2 separate regions of the Mus musculus genome follow, and region 1 is linked to region 2. A link is a contact called in public HiChIP or PLAC-seq data. All regions are on one chromosome and are shown on one strand. The core of a region is the stretch at or near the end of the contact, and the rest is flanking DNA. Distances in the headings are between cores, read along the strand shown. Region 1 holds the start of Med15 (mediator complex subunit 15). Region 2 holds the start of Slc7a4 (solute carrier family 7 (cationic amino acid transporter, y+ system), member 4).

Evidence for each region. HiChIP or PLAC-seq counts read pairs in DNA pulled down with a chosen protein or histone mark.
Region 1: a contact with region 2 is called in a FOXA1 HiChIP or PLAC-seq map of pancreatic cancer cells. The contact joins the promoter of Med15 here to the promoter of Slc7a4 in region 2. A contact is called at or near these places in 7 of 39 promoter capture datasets (the HPC-7 cell line, HPC-7-derived erythroid cells, cranial neural crest and 4 more), 7 of 484 Hi-C or Micro-C datasets (the G1E-ER4 cell line, the N1E-115 cell line, cardiomyocytes and 4 more), 4 of 115 datasets of contacts at active chromatin or transcription factors (the SCID.adh cell line, embryonic stem cells, epiblast stem cells and 1 more) and 3 of 9 other capture datasets (adipose tissue, liver and pancreatic islet).

Annotation. Positions count from the first base shown.
Region 1 is chr16:17,721,359-17,726,913 of GRCm38.p6, reverse strand. Med15 (mediator complex subunit 15) reads left to right here and starts at 3,967. Exons shown (of 18, transcript NM_033609.3): 1 at 3,967-4,158. The coding sequence starts at 4,091. It also overlaps the pseudogene Gm6048.
Region 2 is chr16:17,574,469-17,580,176 of GRCm38.p6, reverse strand. It overlaps Slc7a4 (solute carrier family 7 (cationic amino acid transporter, y+ system), member 4), which reads left to right and starts at 3,506. Exons shown (of 5, transcript NM_144852.3): 1 at 3,506-3,537; 2 at 4,212-5,225; 3 at 5,591-5,708. The coding sequence starts at 4,244. It overlaps LOC115488657 (a long non-coding RNA gene), which reads right to left and starts at 4,298. Exons shown (of 2, transcript XR_003951946.1): 1 at 3,963-4,298; 2 at 3,420-3,763.

The sequences.
Region 1 (5,555 bases), core at 2,718-5,217, 150 kb before region 2:
GTGAAGTAGACACTGATAAGTTACTCACTGCTGGGAACAGAAGAGTCCATTCTATAAATGCATCCCGGTGAAAGGAGACTGCAGGGGCACGTGGGAATATTAAAGTCACATTATACAAACCAACAAAAGGGTACACTTGAACTCTATAAAGGGGTGGACTTGTAGCACCATGACAGCATCCCAGGGCTACACACGGATTCGTCTCACTGGTAACCCATGTGTGCACCGGGGCAGGGTACTCCTGCTTGTTCCTGGAGCTTCTATTCAGTCTGTCCCCTTCTGTTGGTGTTGCTCCTCATACCACCTGCTTGATATGTGAAGCATATCAAGGTTGGTTTGTGAACTTATTCTCTGTTTGTTTTTTGTCTAGACTGGACTCTGTCTTCCAGCTCTCCATCCCCTGCTGTATGTGTAGCCCAGAAATCTTCGCTCCTCAACCCTGACACTCCTTAGACCTGGCTTCTTCCATTCTTTGAAGAGGCTGCTCAGAGTCTGGTATCTGATCAGTAAACTCCCTCTCACATTTCTTTAGCCCATGCCTGAAACATCCTGAACTCTGTTGTAGCTGAACTTATATTCATCTGCAACCACATACATATGTGTATGTATTTTATTGGGTACTGTGTGAAATGAGTACATTTTGGCCATTATGATTGGAACAAAAGAAGCTGCACTATGTGTGACTAGATGACCAGAGTAGGCAAAGTGTTGCCATTGAAACCACTGTACCTTTTGAACGTTTTATTATTATTATTAATTATTATTTTGTTTGTTTTGTTTTTTGAGATGGGACTTCTCTGTGTCACAGTCCTGGCTGCCCTGGAACTCACTTTGTAGACCAGGCTGGTCTCAAACTCACAGAGACCAGATTTTCTCTGCCTCCCAAGTGCTGAGATTAAAGGTGTGCACCACCAAGGTTGGTTTGTGAACTTATTCTTTGTTTGTTTTTTGTTTTATTGGCAACTTAGAGTGTAAAGTATTTTATTTTTAACCTTCTAAAGTTTGAAAACAATGTAGCCCAGTTTAGGTGAGTTACCAAGCTAAATGTGTTTGCCTGGAGCTTAGTTCTGCCTGACAAGGAATTCCTAATACCCTAGGTGGGTGCCTGTGTAGCTACAAGTGGCAAACAGCCTGGACTCTACTGGGAATGGTCCTTTCCCCATCCCTTTGGTAGGAGCTTAACAAACATTAGGCGTTTTTCTTGTCTTATACGGCTAATGTGGGTCTGAATGTCGCCTGGGAGGCATGCACCACGAACAAGAAGTCGTCTTCATTCTTCTCATATGCCTTGGAGATAGTCTTACACATACTCACCACGCTGTGCCAGGTCACCACGAGGAAGAAGGCTTGACTATCGTTGAGCTGTTACCGCCTTCTCTTTCTGGTCATGAGCTTACCCATGTTGACGTGGTTGGGTTGATTTTGTCATGGACCGGCAGCTGCCTTTTCTGTTTATAATGCACTATTGAAATCTTTATGGGTGCAAGACATCTTCCACTCTCTGTGTGAAGCTTCCACGCTGTGTGAAGGTCTCTGACTACATGGCTTGGGGAATCTAAGATTTGGATAAAGGGGGCTGGAGAGATGGCACAGCAGTTAAGAACACCTACTTTTCTTCCAAAAGTCCTGAGTTCAAATCTCAGCAACTGCATGGTGGCTCACAACCATCCATAGTGAGATCTGAGATGCCCTCTTCTGGTATGTCTGAAGACAGCTATAGTGTACTTATTTATAATAATAAATAAATCTTTGGGCCGGAGTGAGCAGGGCCCACCGGAGCAAACAGAGGTTCTAAATTCAATTCCCAGCAACCACATGAAGGCTCACATCCATCTGTACAGATACAGTGTACTCATATACATAATAAATAAATAAATAAATAAATAAATAATCTTTAAAGGAAAGAAAGAAAGGAAGGCAGGAAGAAAGGAAGGAAGAAAAAAAGGAAGGAAGAAAAAGAAAGGAAGGAAGAAAGGCATGTACCACCATGCCTGGCTTTCCTATTCTTAAAAAAAAAAAAAAAAAGATTTAGATAAAGAACCTGAATTAGCTTTCTCCAGCTGTACTGCCAAATTTTGCCTCTCAAGGACTGGGATTAAAGTGGTGTACCACCATGCCTGCATCACCATGCCTGTATCACCATCACCGTGCCTGCACCACCAAGCACCACCATGCACCATCATGCATCACCACGCCTTCATCACCATGCACCACTATGTACTACCATGCCTGCACCACCATGCACTACCATGTCTTCATCACCATACACCACCATGCCTGAACCACCATGCTTGCACCACCATGCACCACCATGCCTCCACTACCATGCACTACCATGCACCACCATGTCTTCAGCACCATACCTGCACCACCATGCATCACCACGCACCACCATGCTTGGTGGTTTTGAATTTTCTTTTTAAGTTTTGTCATACTCAGTTTTTTTTTTTTTTTTTTTTTTTTTTTTTTTTTTTTTTCTTTTTTCCGGAGCTGAGGACCGAACCCAGGGCCTTGGGCTTGCTAGGCAAGCACTTTACCACTGAGCTAAATCCCCAACCCCCATACTCAGTTTTTTAAAGACTTACTTATTTTATGTATATGAGTATATTGTAACTGTCTTCAGACACACCAGAAGAGAGCAATAGATCAATGCTCTTAATGGCTGAGCCATCTCTCCAGCCCCCACACTCAGGGGTTTTTTTTTTTTTTTAGATTTATTTATTTATTTATTTCATGTATATACTGTAGCTGTCTTCAGATATTCTGGCACACCAAAACAGTACATTGGATGTGAGCCACCATGTGGTTGCTGGGAATTGAACACAGGACCTCTGGAAGAACAGTCAGTGCTCTTAACCTCTGAGCCATCTCTCCAGCCCTGACACTCAGTTTTTAATTCATTTGTGTTTAAGACTTTTCCAAAGGCCAAAAGTTTTTTTTTTTAAAGGGTGCTTTCTTCTATAATAATAAACACATGTATTTTATTTATTTCTTTATTTGTCTATTTATTTATTTATTTTGGGGTTCATTTTGGGTGTTGTTTGTTTTTGTTTGTTTGAGACAATGTGTCTCTACATAGGCCCTGGTTGTCCTGGAACTCAGTATGTAAACCAGGCTGCCTTGAATTCAACAGAGATCTGCCTGCCTCTGCCTCCCAAGTGCTGGGACAAACAAAGTTCTAAAATGAGGCCTTACATATTGTTGGAAAAAATGAAGACTTACAAAATTGGTTAGTTACCTTGTAATCTCTACTCTAAACTTAAATCATATAAACATTGAAAGGTGAACTCGAGACACATAAGCCCAGCAACAATTATCCACTTAGACCAAAATGTCCTGTATTAAGGGATGCACCACTAAGAAGCAAGGAATATGAACCACAGAGAAAACATTAACAGAAATAATGCTTTTGCTTTCCTTTTAAATATGGAGCTTAATGATTCAATGAGCAGAGATCCTAAACCTAACATTGCTTGTTGGTGAAATACTAGCTTTATTTTGATGACTGTAGAATGTACATATACTTATGTACACTTAACATATGTTAGAAATTAAAATCTCAATATTTAAATACCAAATTTATTTAAAATACCAAAAATATGTTATACATTAGCAATTATCCCAACACTGGCAACAAAATATACATAGACTCTGTATGTGTGTCTGTGTGTGGTGTGTGTGTGTCTATGTGTCCGCATGTGTGTCTCTCTCTGTCTCTGTATCTGTCTCTGTGTCTGTCTTTCTGTCTCTTTTTTCTGTCTTTCTCTCTGTTTCTGCCTCTGTCTGTGTTTCCGCCTCTGTATCTCTGTCTCTCCCTCTGTGTCTCCCTCTCCCCCTCTCCCCCTCTCCCCCTCTCCCCTTCTCCCTCTTCCCCTCTCCCCCTCTCCCCTTCCTCTCTTCCTCTCTCTTTCTGTGGCGCGCATGCGTATACAAAAGCAAGACTTCATTTCCCACAATTCTTCCTGTACTTCCGGCGTGGCCCAGTAGCGGGATCGCTCGGCTTCCGGGTTCGGGCCTGTCGCTGTGGTAGAGGCGGCGGCGCCGGGGGTGGCCGGTAGGGACTCGGGCTACAAGAGTAGGGGCTCCGGGCATGGACGTTTCGGGGCAGGAGACCGACTGGCGTAGCGCCGCCTTTCGGCAGAAGCTGGTCAGCCAAATGTGAGTGTGGCCTGGGGCAAGGACCGGTGGTCGGACCTTCCGGGCGGGGAGGGTGAGGCCGGGCTAGACCCGCTCTTGACCCTGGTCAGAAGCTGCGGTGTCCGCTGGGTGCCGGGGACGTACAAGGGTCCTCCTGGAGTCTCTCTGGCCTTTCTCGGCAGACAGGGACTGCTGGCTAGTTTTTCTGGGGAGGAACTCTGCAAACCCAGCTAGTGCCCTGGCTAGTGAGTCATCGTCCTGAGCCGCCTCGTCATTTGTGTGCAGATTTTCCTTTGCTTCGATTCGCACCGAATATAGAAAGAGAATGAGGCAGCCAGAGATTTTACACGGGTGCCGCGTGGCTTCTTTTATAAAATAAATAAATAAAACGAAAACCACATCAATGAGTTGGAGGAGGCTGGAAGGAAGGTAAATTGGAAGATTGATGTGTTTGGGTTGTAGGCAGTGGAATAGAAGAGTGCTCCGGTTTCTTCCACAAGGTGTGTCAACTTGGCCAAAGGGTAGCAGGAAATAGCTGTGGGAACTTCGGGAGTGAAGGGCAGGGATGCCCTCTGCCCACGGAGCACTGCAGAGTGCTTGTTGCACTTAGCCATTTTACTGAGTTTCCTAAAGTGTTCAGAAAATTGCCTGTGGCACAGCTTTTCCCCTGAGGGTTGGTACTGTCTGTCTGTAAAGAAACAGTACAGTCGTGCCAATGCTCAGTCATTTTTGTGGGTGCTAAAGTGTCAGTTGAGTAGACTGGAGCAGCCTCGAGTAGGTGACAGATTGAGCTCTAGAGAGAAAAGTAGGAGGGTGACAGGCCACCATTCCCAGCAGATGATTGTGAAAGCATCAGGATGGACGGCTGTAGGTGGAGAGTTCTGGGTCTTTGAAGCAAAGTAGTCAAGGATACATCATGAGGATGAGCAGATGCTGGCATGGTTAGTGTTGGGTGTTTTGGGCAAACAACTTGTACCCGTGGTTTTTTGTTTGTTTGTTTGTTTGTTTTTTAGTTTTTCGAGACAGGGTTTCTCTGTGTAGTCCTGGCTGTCCTGGAACTCAGAAATCTGCCTACTTCTACCTCCCAAGCGCTGGGATCACTGCCCGGCCCTTCCTCCAGTGTTTTACACGTGGTCTGCCTTGAGGTGGTGCAGCATTAGTGTTGGGAAGGCCCCTGAGTCCCTGGAGATGAATTAGGGACCCAAGAGAGGCCAAATAGGCAATTTGGGGAGTTTTTTTCCTTTGGAAGGGTTGGTGGGGGTTCTGTCTTTTTTTCATTTAGATCATATGGTCTCATGAGTTGATTGTAGAAGACTTGGTTGGCAGAGATCATAAAGACCAGTATTAAGTGCTGAACTTGAAAGAGGAAGACAGATTCCAGAGAAAGAGGAATGAATATGTGGACAATTGGTGACTAA
Region 2 (5,708 bases), core at 2,257-4,756:
TTTGAAATAGGGTTTCTTTATGTAGAGTTCTGCCTGTCCTGGAACTCACTTTGTATACTCAGAGATCCGCCTGTCTCTGCCTCCAGAGTGCTGGACTAAAGGTTTGTGCACAACAGCCTTTTCTGAAATTACAGATTGCTTGGGTCTTTATATACATAAGAGATAGTTTTATTTCTTTCTATTCCAGGCTTCTTTTACTGATTTTCTTTTCCTCCTTGCCTTGGCTGGAGCCACCACTGTAGCCTTAGGACAAGTGTGGTTAATGAATGTCCTTAATGCTGTCACTAACCTTAGGCGAGGACATGTAGTCTTCTGACTACTTTACTACAGTAGCTGTAGATTTTTTTTTTTTTTTTTTTTTTTTGGTGTTTTTCAAGACAGGGTTTCTCTGTAGCCCTGGATGTCCTGGAACTCACTCTGTAGACCAGGCTGGCCTCGAACTCAGAAATCTGCCTGCTTCTGCCCCTCAAGTACTGGGATTAAAGGTGTGCGCCACCACGCCCGGCTGTAGATTTTTTTTTTATATACATGGTTAAAGAGTTAGTCTTAGCCACTGTTCTGTTATTGTGAAAAACATCATGACCAAGGCAACTCTTGTATTATGAAAGAACACACTTCCTTGGTGTCTGGCTTACAGGTTCAGAGGAAACATGGTGGCAAGCATGGTGCTGGGACAGTAGCTGAGAGCTACACTCTGACACACAGGCAGAGAGCCGGAGACTGAATATTTGAAACCCCCAGTCCCTGCTCAGAGACATACCTTCAATAAGGCCACACCTCCTGAACCTTTTAATCAGTCTCTAATAGTGCCACTATCTGGTGATGAAGCATTCAAGTATATGAGCGGGAGGTGGGTGGGTGGGTGGGATTCTCATTCAAACCAATACTGGACTCGTTGAATATTTTTCCTGTGTCAATTGAAATGATTTTGTGGGTTTGATTATTTATTTTATCAGTATGCTATATTACATAGATTGCCTTTTATATATCAAGTCAACTTTGCATTCTTGGGATATATCCCGTGTGACTCTCGTGTGTGTGTGTGTGTGTGTGTGTGTGTGTGTGTGTAATTTGTTAGCATTTTTTCTTTTGAAAAGATTTTAGGGCTAGAGAGATTTCTCAGTGGCTGTTCTTCCAGAAAACCTGTGTTTGATTCCCAGTACTCACATGGCAACCCACAGCTGTCTGTAACTCCTGCTTTTGGGAATCCAGTACCCTAATACAGCCAATACCTGCAGCTAAAACATCAATGTACATAAAATAAAAATAAATAAACTAGGGTCTGGAGAGATGACTCAGTGGTAAAGAGTACATGTTGCTCTTGTATAGGACCCAAGTTCAGTTCCCATCACCCACATCAGGTGCTACAACTACCTATAACTCCAGCTCCAGGGGATCAGGTGTCCTCTTATGGCATATGTGGGCACTGTATGAGTTGCACATGTCTCTTGCCCACACATAAACACATAATTAGAATAATACAAATAAAATCTTAAAAAATACGACTTGTTAGGTAATATGTGTACAAGTATGTGTGTGCATGCATGCATGTGCACATGCCACAGTACACATGTAGAGGTCAGAGGACAACTGACTGCAGTCAGGTCTCTCCATCAAGCTTAGGGAGTGGAACTCAAATGTTCATGGTAGGCAGCAGGTGTCTGCCTGCTGAGCGGTCTCTCTGGCTCTTTGCTAGCATTTTGCTGAGGAGTCCTGGATCTACCCAAATATTACTGGCTGGGAGCTCAGTTTCTCATGTGCTGTTCATTTTAGTGTCAGGTACTCCAGGCCTTTCAGAGTCAGTGGGAAATGCGTCTTCCTGTCTTCCCTGGTGCTTCCTCTTCACGGCATCCTTAGAAGGCTACTCCGTGTCATGGCCTTGCTCACTGAGGTCCAGCACTTGCTCAACCTCATAACTAGAAAGTAGAACACATTGCTGCATCGCCCAGCGTTAGCATCAAATGCCAGTTGTATGCTGGTGCTTATGGTGGCGGTGAGATGAGGTTAGCACTACAGAAACGCCCAGGTCTCTCGGTCTGCTTGCTTCTTTCTAGGCTTTTGTGGAAGTGTCTCATGATGAGGAGCACTGGCTTGGTTAAGTCCAGGAAGTGAGGGCGAGGAGATGGGGGAGTGCGCTAAACAGCAGCAGCACCTTCAGATGATGTTGGCTATCAGGAGGTCACAGTGTTCCAAGTGTCCCTGTGTATCTGGAATGTCACCCAACCGCTTTGTCCTCATCTGAATGAGTCATGCAGACTGCATCCTAAGTTTCCAGTAATCATCCATAAATTTGAATATTTGTGTGTATGAAATATAGATTTTTAGTGGTGTATTTATATCACTCTATCATCATATATAATCAAGTATATATTATATAGTTGTATGTTTATTTTATTGCATATACATACTAACTACATTAGATATGTATTGTAGGTCAAATATATAAAGTTCTGGGAGAAACATGCCTACCTCGGTTTTGCCCGACTTGGCTTTGCTGGGCTATTGTCTTGCTGTCAACAAGTCAGCACCTCACCACATATGTATTGCCACACATACATATATGAAAACTATGTATACATACTTATACATGGTCTTCAATCTTTTGATCCTCCAAGTGCCAGAATTACAGGCATAGGTCACCCTACCTAGCTGCCACCTTTGTTTTCAATCTGAGAAGAAGAGAGAGAGAAAAGATTCCTCAGAGCTAAGCATAAGCGGACTCTGGAGATTTTATGCCGTAGCTGACCCAGGCACCCTGATGGCGGGAACGCTGGTGACAAATGCGGAGAGCTGCTGGCTATCATGAATGGAGAGTCCTTTAAGAATGTCCAGGTCCTGTCAGGTGCTCTGAGGCTGTCACTGATATTTGAGGGCCTAAGTGGCAGTCCTGCTGTAGAGTTGCAAGCTGTCTTCTGATGCTGGCTACTGTCCTTTTATGGGACACTACCAGACAGACAATAGCTTTGTAAATTCTGCCAATTCACAGAACACGTCCGGAAGGCTGCCCTCTCTAGCCTAGTGTGCAAGGTGCTTACTGCCACTCCACTGAGGTTTAGAGTGCCAGGGTCACTCTGCCAGACCCCTGTCTTCATCTCACTGTGCTGGACATTTGCAGGCTCCGTGGTGGGGACCTGGACGTTTTCCAATTGTAGTTGTGTTGGGGTGGAGGGAGATCAAGGAGAGTAATTGCTCTGGGGCGGTATCAGGCTTGGCTCTACCCCCAACCTGGACCCAGAGAAGGGGCTCAGCAGGTTAGTCGAGCAGGCTTCCTCACCTAGGGAGGTGGATGAAATGTGGAGTAAGCCCTAGGACCCAGGTCAGCTCTAGTCTCGATGTTGGAAGTTTACTCGCTTAGAGGGTTATTCTGATACGTGACGTGGTGCGGTGCGGGGACCCTGTACAGAACCCAACCAGTGATGTGAGTCGTGAGGCTCGGGTTTATCTGGCGCCTGGCAGCGAGGGGCGGGCCCTGCACGCAGGCGTTGTAAACTAGTGGGGCAGGCGCAGTGCGCACGGTGGCAGCGACGGCGACAGCAGGTGGGTCATAGCGGGTCTGGAGGGACCGCTGCTGCGGGAACGTAAATGCAAGAGAAGGCTTGGGCGTCTAGGGGCACAGGGACATGGCGGAGGCAGCTAGCCTCAGCAGCTGTGGCTGCGGAGCATATGGCGAGGGGAGGTGCACCACAGCTTTCACATCCGGGAATCGGGAATCGGGGCCCTTGCAGCTCTGGCCTCCTGGCTTCAGGTGAGCTGTTCCTCCAACCTGGCAGAAGAGGGGGTGATCGCTTTTCTCTGAGGCCATGTCCCTTTGGCCACGTTCCCGGCTGCAGGAGCGGCTCCTGTTCCGGGTCCTGACAACCTGGCACTGCTCCAGGGAAGCCTCCCATTTCTTCTTGCTCGTGGTGCAGCCTGTTCCAAGCCTGTTCTTAAGCAACCTCCCACTCACTCACAGAACCACCTACCTGGTTCGCAGGTCCGCTGCAGGTCTGCTTCTCTCTGCCAGTTCCACTGCCCTGAAAGCTGACAGGAAGGACTTCCATGCGTTCTATCCCTCTGCCCACAGTCCCTGACACGCGTCCCATTCAAGCCTTCTAAAGTAGGTCCATGGTGCAGCTGACCTGGGCTCCTAAGGAGAGGAGGCGAGGACTGGGGTGGGCTGTCTATGAAAGAATGGAGGATGGTTGGTTATTCCCGCTGTCTGTCCCCAGTAGGTTCCAGAAACTGGTTCAGTACTCCGTCTGCCATGGCCCGGGGACTGCCCAGTACTGCCTGTTTGGCACGCTTCTGCCAGAAACTGAACCGTCTGAAGCCACTGGAAGAGTCTAGCATGGAGACATCACTGCGGCGCTGCCTGTCCACACTGGACTTGACTCTACTGGGTGTGGGTGGCATGGTGGGATCTGGGCTCTATGTGCTCACAGGCACAGTGGCCAAGGACATGGCTGGCCCCGCTGTGCTCTTGTCCTTTTTGGTGGCCGCTGTAGCCTCCCTGCTGGCGGCCCTATGCTATGCAGAGTTTGGAGCCCGTGTGCCCCGTACTGGCTCAGCATACCTATTCACGTACGTGTCCATGGGGGAGATATGGGCATTCCTCATAGGCTGGAATGTGCTTCTAGAATACCTCATTGGAGGTGCCGCTGTAGCCCGTGCCTGGAGTGGCTATTTGGATGCCATCTTTAACCACAGCATTCGCAACTTCACGGAGTCTCACCTGGGCGTCTGGCAGGTGCCCTTCCTAGCTCACTATCCAGATTTTCTGGCCGCTGGCATTTTACTCGTGGCTTCTGCCTTTGTCTCCTGCGGAGCCCGAGTCTCCTCCTGGCTTAATCACACGTTCTCAGCCATCAGTCTGATTGTGATCCTCTTCATCATTGTCCTGGGTTTCATCCTGGCCCGTCCTCACAACTGGAGTGCAGAAGAAGGTGGTTTCGCACCCTTCGGCTTCTCTGGCATCCTGGCTGGCACAGCCACCTGTTTCTATGCCTTCGTGGGATTTGATGTTATTGCTGCCTCCAGTGAGGAGGCCAAAAACCCACGGTGGGCGGTGCCCATGGCCATCGCCATCTCCCTCAGCCTGGCAGCTGGTGCCTATATTCTGGTCTCCACTGTGTTAACCCTCATGGTACCTTGGCACAGCCTAGACCCTGACTCGGCGCTTGCTGATGCTTTCTACAGGCGGGGTTACAGCTGGGCTGGCTTCATTGTGGCAGTTGGCTCTATCTGTGGTAAGGGTCCCTTCTGGGCAGGGTGGGAGGGGACAAGGTAGAGGGCCCTGCCCCAAACCTCTCAAAATACTTCTATCCATGCTCCAGCTTTACTACTTGTATAATGAGTTCATGAAAACACAGACTTGCTGGCAGACCCTCTCCCCACAAATTGTACACAGAATATCAGTCTGGTGGCACAGGTTCTGCTTACAGGCAGACGGCGAGCTTTCAAAAGGTTCATTAATTGGCCTGAACAGAAGTGCCCCAGTCCTGGGTGGGAGGTGAGAAGCTGACACCCTCAGTACACATTCTATCTGTGAGCCTAGCAGTGGCCCGCTCTGAGCTTATCTGCTGTGCTGACTGCTCCCTGTGCTCTGCTGCAGCCATGAACACCGTCCTGCTCAGCAACCTCTTCTCCCTGCCGCGCATTGTCTACGCCATGGCTGCCGATGGGCTCTTCTTCCAGGTGTTTGCCCGTGTACACCCCCGGACACAGGTGCC